Linked DNA regions of Delphinus delphis: region 1 is linked to region 2. Evidence: chromatin contacts called from public Hi-C data. All regions are on one chromosome and are shown on one strand. The core of a region is the stretch at or near the end of the contact, and the rest is flanking DNA. Distances in the headings are between cores, read along the strand shown. Region 1 holds the start of SRSF4 (serine and arginine rich splicing factor 4). Region 2 holds the start of EPB41 (erythrocyte membrane protein band 4.1).

The links. Hi-C and Micro-C count contacts between places; a contact is called where the count stands out from the background.
Region 1: a Hi-C map of lung shows a contact between it and region 2, with 2.7 times the contacts expected there. The contact joins the promoter of SRSF4 here to the promoter of EPB41 in region 2. A contact is called at or near these places in 3 of 3 Hi-C or Micro-C datasets (lung and muscle).

What each region holds. Positions count from the first base shown.
Region 1 is chr1:22,623,007-22,626,386 of mDelDel1.2, reverse strand. It overlaps SRSF4 (serine and arginine rich splicing factor 4), which reads left to right and starts at 1,401. Exons shown (of 6, transcript XM_060017656.1): 1 at 1,401-1,751. The coding sequence starts at 1,645. It overlaps MECR (mitochondrial trans-2-enoyl-CoA reductase), which reads left to right. Exons shown (of 10, transcript XM_060017668.1): 10 at 1-602.
Region 2 is chr1:22,362,950-22,366,438 of mDelDel1.2, reverse strand. It overlaps EPB41 (erythrocyte membrane protein band 4.1), which reads right to left and starts at 1,485. Exons shown (of 19, transcript XM_069540881.1): 1 at 1-1,485.

The DNA of each region.
Region 1 (3,380 bases), core at 152-2,651, 260 kb before region 2:
CTCCTATGAATAAGAAAAATGGGCAAAAAATATAAACAGACAAAGGAAAATATGTGTCTTAAACATACGAGGCTCACTCCACTCAACATAACTGCAAGTTAAATTATCCCAAGATACCATTTTTCAGCTATCAGATTGACAACGATCATAAAGTTTCATAACGTGTTGATGAGGAGATGGAAAAACAGGTGCTTGTGGAAAATTAAGCAATATCTATCAGAACTATGTTTGCCCACACCCTTTGACCCAGCTATTCTACTTCTAGGAATAGATCCTACATATATGTATATATACAAAGTTACTCAGTGAAGCTGTTAAAACAAAAGGTTTCAATCTATCTCAACGTCCTTTCCTAGGGCAATGATTAAAGAAATTACTGTGTATAAAATGGCATATTATGAGCCATAAAATAGTCCTGAGGAAGCTCCTTTTGTACTCTAATGGAATGATTTTCAAATTATACTTAGTGCAGAACTGTATGTATAGTACACCACCACCATTTGCTTTTCATGTGTAAAACCTCTGAAAGGACATTTAAGAAACATTATATTGTGCCTCTAGGCCACCAGAGGACAGAGATGGGAAGACGTTTCACTGTATATCATTTAAACCAGTTAATAAATTATCCGTTCAACATATAATTTTCGAAGTAAAAACAGCAAAGAAACAAAACTCCTTTGTGGTTCCAGGTAAACTGGGTTAGTGAGAAGGGAACCAATATTTATTGAGCTCCTACCATGTTCCAGATACTGTTTCAAACCCTTCCACATATACTTTTAGTTACCCTGTAGTCCATTGAGATGGGATAAATTATTCTAATTTTACAAGTTAGAAAAGAGATTTAAAAGAAAATAGGTTAAGTTGGTCCAGTTAATTTAGCCAGTGCCAAGCCTAATCTAGCTCCAAAGTTCCAGCCTTCTCCACTTTCCACACCGCTTCCACTGAAGCAAGTCATCCTATTTTTAAAGTAATATTGGCGTTACTTTATTGGGCACTTAAGATGTGCTGAGGACAGTACGCCTATAATTCTCAAAACAACGCTGGAAGGCTGGAATTACTATCCCCCTTTTACAGAGAAGATAAACGAGGCTCAAAAGGGAGGCGCATAACGACACCAAGGTCAGATACTTAGACGGTTAGAAGCCAGGTTCAATTCCAAATCTACTCTAAAGCCGAAACCACTCCCGGATCAAAGGACAAAAGCAGAAATATTCGAAGAGCTATGGGAGAGCTGCGGACACTTCCGGGGGGAAGGAGGAAAGCCAACGGGCTACGGAAGGCGGCGCAGGCGCTGCGCGCCAAGCTCGCGAGAGAACGTGCCCGGAGACTGAAGGCCCCCGCACCGCCCGCGCCGCCTGTCGATCACCTGGCCCCGCCCCGCGCCGGCGCGCCCCCCGGCAAGCCCCGGCCGGGCGGGAAGCGAACGCGCGCTCCCTTCCGTTACCCTCCTCTTGCGGGAAGGGCGGGGGAGGCTGGAGGCGCGTGCTCGCGAGCTGCGTGCTCGCGTACGTCGCCGGGTTCGGCTGCGTCCGTCCCGCCGCCCGCCCGTTGCCGCCGCCGCCGTCGCCGCGCTTTCGCTTCGCCGGCCGCCGCCTAGGGGGGCTGGGGCCAGGCCAAGCCGCCGCCGCCGAAGCTGTTGCCGGGATGCCACGGGTGTACATCGGCCGCCTGAGCTACCAGGCCCGGGAGCGCGATGTGGAGCGCTTCTTTAAGGGCTACGGGAAGATCCTGGAGGTGGATCTGAAGAACGGGTGAGGAGGACGGAAGAGGGGCCTGCCGGGTGGGGACGGGGCCCCGGCGGTGGCGGGGAGGCCGCGGGGACGGGAGTGGGACGCCTACCCCGCGCGGAGCTGCCGGCCTGCTCCGGCTCCGCCATAGTCGCGGCGCCTCGGGGGCGCGGGTAGGCCCCAGTTCCCACTGCGCCTGCGCGGGTGGGGGTGTTGGAGGGATAATGGGAGCGATGGTGAGGCTCTGAGTGGGACGGGAAGAAGGAAAACCTGAGTGGGATTGGGGCGCTGGGAGGGAGGGCACAGCTCCAGGGCTCCGGGGAGGCCTGGGTTTTTCCTTCCCAGGCGCTGGAGCCGGAGCCTGGTTCATCTTCAGTAGAGACCGACCTTTCCCGCTCTGAGGGCTGCTGGAAACAAACAGATTTCCTTCTCCCTTTTCACGAACTCTTCCCCAGTCTAATGGATCAGATGGTCACAACGCATCTCTCCCGGGGACTGGAGCTCTGAAGGGACGCCCTTTTTAGACTTGCCATGTGCTACACTTTTTTGGGCGGGAGACTCTAGTTTGAGTAGTCTAGGGACGGTTTCGAAAGTATCGGCTTGCGGTGCTGAAAGCCTTCACCGTTCCCTCTACAAGGGTAAATTAAAGTCTTAGCCTGCTATCTTCAAGACTGCGTACAGAGTTTCCATGCTGGGGTTTCCGTTCTCCAACTTGCCAAAAAATTGTTTTGTCGTTGTAGAATTTGTTAGAGAATAGTGGCCCCCGTGACTAGTCAACTAGTTGATGTAGACGGAGACCTACAGTTTAGGAAATTGCTAACTTACTACCCACCCGGGTATGGTCTGTTACTTGTATTCCTAATCTACTTTGGTAGAGCAGGGCCCGCAGGGGCTACAAGTTTCAGGGGAAGCATGAGGAGTCAGCCCTGGAGAAGATATTCTACGGGGAAAACTGTGAGAACCGGGAAATGTTAGGTAGGACTTCAAAGACATGGATATAAAAAAATAAAAGGAGTGGGGGAAGCATTTTAGGGTACTAAACCTTGGCTGTTAGAAGAACTCTTGGCAGTCTTTTTTTTTTTTAAGATCTACTTTGCAACAGGTCTGATACAGCTAGAGTTTACTCCCCAATGTAATACTAGCAACTAACACTTGAGAAGTTATAAAAGATACCTAAGTTGAGCATTTGAGAAAAATTGGAAGCTACAATGTACTCAAACTCTTGGCTGAGTTTAAAATTTTAACAAGTCATTTCAAATTGATTGTTAGGAAGATCACCTTCTTACTAAGGAAAATGTCCTCCATCAAGTGTTTATTATGAATGCTGATTTCTTTTAGAGTAGAAGGTTTAGGAAGTTACTCATTTTGTTCAATAGAGCTTTCAGTTCTTAAACATACTAGATAAAGTGGGCAGGGGGTTGTTCTTGTGATACATATCATATGTCTGAACAGTCAAGTTCAAACTCCCAGTTTTCTTCAGAGCCCAATTAAGTTGACAGTAAATTTTGTGGGGAAAGCATGGGTTTTGAAAGCAAACAGGCCTGGGTCAAATCGTAGCTTCACCACTTACTACCTATGGGCAAGTTACTTCTCTGATTCTGAGTTTCCTCATCCACCAGGAAAAGGAAGATTAGAGATAATAGTTGTAAAGCA
Region 2 (3,489 bases), core at 236-2,735:
CACATAGCAAGGAAGTGGCAGGACCAGGACTCAAACCCAGTTCTGCTGCATGTAAAGCCTACAGGGTACCAGAAGTCCCCTCCTGTCCCTCCTCTCTGCTCCCTACAGCTTCTGGATGCCCTTCTTCCCAAAACTTCCACCCCCTCTGCAAAGTCTCTCCTCCCCCATTCCTAGTCAGAATTAACAATTACCACCTCATAGCTGCTATTAACACCTTGTTTACATGCACCCGACAGCAGCAGGTACACCTTGTTTACATGCACCGGACAGCAGCCAGTATGGGAGTTATTTCTGAGGTGTCTGTCTCTCTGACACTCAGGAGGGACCTGAAAGCAGGGAGTGATCCCAGTAAGTGCTCCTTAGACCTGAGAGTCTGTCACTTCTATCTCCACCCTCCCCCGCCCCCCATGCAAAAGTCCTCTGGCCTCCTCCTGTTGATCGCCTGCCCACGCCAGTCCCCAGGCCTGTAACTGGGGTGAAGTTGGGAGCATGCAGTAACATCAGGGGCTCTGTGCCCGTGCTCTGGCCCCTCCCCGGCCCCACTCTCTTCCCTTCAGTAGCTGAGCAGCTAGGCTGACCTGACACCAGGCAGTTCTCACACGGACTCCCAGCTTCCCTAAGCCCAAGCCCAGGTCAGGCTCTCCCCAAGCCTCCTCCTGGAGAAAATGACTCCAGAAGCAGAGAGGGGTCTGCCTTCAGCCCTAATCCGGGAACTTAAGGGTGTCACATTCAGCCACTCCCTCCCAGAAGAAGCTGTGGGCCTCGGAGTAACCTCCCCCAGTCCCATGGGGTAGTCCTCCCCTCCCGCCTTCTGGGGCAAGCTAGGGCTGAGGTCGATCTGGACAAGTCCCGGCCCTCAATTTGTTGGAGGGGAGAAGTCCTATCCTACCCCCAAAGAGGTGGGGTCTCTCTTTCGGGGTAGGATAGGAAAGTGTAGGCGAGGGCAGAAAACTCTCAGAGAAAGACAGAGGACAGGGACAGGGAGAGACTGGGCCACACAGAGGAGATAAGAGACACAGGGAACCGCGGGCAAGCAGGAACCAGAGCACGACAGAGAGACTCGGCCGACTGGAGACAGAGAGAAGTCTCCTAGACCAAGCCTGGAAGGGAGCGTGTGCGTCCAGGGCGGCGACCGGAGAGCCACCCTGGCGGGCAGAGCCTGCGCCCCAGCTCACGGGTCCCTCAGTCCGGAAACTCAAAGTCAGTTACGTAAGGGCCGGAGGGGCCCTGGGCCCGGGTGCCCCCTCCCGCTGCACGCCGCCAGCCCGCCCGCTCCGCCGGCGCTGCAGCTGGCCCGGCAGGAGCACTCGGGGCCCGACAGGGCGGGGTTGGGGGGAGGGCTGGGCTGCAGCACTCCTTAGAGACACGCCCGCCGGCACCTAACCCGGGACCCCCGACCCAGACAAGCCCGGGACCGGCTGGGATCGCCAGCGCCAAGAGTCCATCTCCGGACGCGAGCTCTCGGACCCGCTTCCCGTCGCCCCTGCCCCTCCCCGCACTCCGAACTTCGAGACGCCCAGGCCCCTCTGGACCCCCAGTTCGGAACTTGGAACCCGGGACCCCTAGAGCCCCCGATCCCGACCCCTAGGACCAGATCTCTCCCCACCCGCGGGACGGCCCGGGCCCTAGGGAGTGGGTCCATCCGTCTCTCACCCCGTCCCTCCCGGGGTCGGCCCCAGGCGGTCCGGGCTCACCTGGGCCGGATGGGGCGGAGACCTGGCTGGGCCGGGCCGGGCCGCGTTCTCGCCCTCCGCCACTCTTGCCCTTTAAGAGGTTCCTGCCACTTTGCCCCGCCGGGGGCCTCCACCTGCACTGACAGGGCAACTCCGGCTTGAGGCCCCGCCCCCGACCCGGGGCGCCTTCTGATTGGTGCAGGCAACTGCCAGTCAGCGGGGCGGCGTGGGGGAAAGAGCCAGGCACTGTGAGCGTCGCAACCGGGAAGGGGCGGGGGCTGCAGGTGCGGCCTGACCGGACGCCTAGCTCTGGGCGGCAGGGTGCTGACCCTTTGGGTCTGGGGAGGGTCGGGCAGAGAGCTGCTGGATTGGCTGGTGTGGTGTCTGACGTCATATGGCGAAAGTATGGTGCAATTTGCCACGTGGTGCTACCCTTAAGGCTGGAAGGGAGATAGGGAGTTTGTCATAAGGGACTTAGGGAAGTGACCCTGGCGAGGACCCCTTGGTGGCCTGTCCCACCTGTGTGACCTCGAGCGAGTCACTTCTCTGAATCTGAATTTCCTCAACTATAAATCTTACAATGTTTTCCTGAGAATTAGCGATATATGTTAAGTGTCAAGGGCAGGTCTGTCACACAGTTGGTGGCGTTCAGTAAATGTGGGTTCTCCCTTCATCCCCATCTTGCCACTCTTCTCAGAGACTTTCCCCCTCCTGATTGTCCATCCCATCAGCGCTGGAAGGGGCTTACATAGTCACTGGTCCAAGTCCCCTCCCCTCTTTACCTCATTTCAGACCTGTTCTCACATACTTCCAATGACAGGAAGCTCACCACCTACCAGTCAGGCCGCCTTCATTTTAAAAACGTCCTGAGACTTCAAAAGCTCTGCCTAAAATGAAGGCCAGCTCTGCCCTTGAGGAGTCCTGCCCACAGAGAACAAACCTAATCCCTCTTCCCTGCTGAGGAATCAAAGAATCATAAAATCATAGGATATTTCAGGTTGGAGAGCCATGGAGAGCTAATCACTTCTGGGGGCAAATGGAGCATACTGAAGCTCACTGAGGACTAGTGACTTCCTATGACTTCAGTGGTCTTCCTATTAGATGGACTCTGGAATCAGACTGCCTTAGTCTCAGAACCCAACACTGCTACTTACAAGCTGTGCTGTTAAATGAAATAATCCATGTAAAGTACAAAGAACAGTGCCAGTCTCAGGGTAAGCATCCAAAAAGTGTCAGCCTTTATTATGATTATTGATGTTAACGTTATATCAAAGTTATAAATTCATGGTTTGCTCCCCCAAATTCACTGAAGCCTCCTCTGAGCCAAGTCTTGTTTTAGTTTTCAGGGCCCTGGTCCCCGCCTTCAAGAGGCTCACAGTCTAGCAGAGAAGGGTCTGAGCCCCTAGATCTAGGGGATGCTTTCTGGTAAAGGTGCACAGGCTCCAATGCACCACAGAATCTCTAGTTCCTTTAACCAGAAATCTGGACACTTGAGACCCTTTCAGTCCTTCGCCCAGGGGACCCCACAGGGAAAGCTGACACACACACAGGTTCCCAAGCCTACTGAGGCACCTTTCACTCGTCCACATTCTCACCTGCCCACCAGGTGATATTGCCCAGTGTTACGAGTTTGGGATTTGGAGGCAATCGAGTCTAGGCTCTTCATCTTACCACCTTCGTACCTCTGGGCAAATCACTTTCCCTCCGGATTAATAAGAGCCCCAACTTCATATAGAACTGTTTCGAAAATTAAATGAGAGTATGTGAAAATACATAAGCAAATACCCGGTAATGGATCCAATGTTAGTTTTTAATT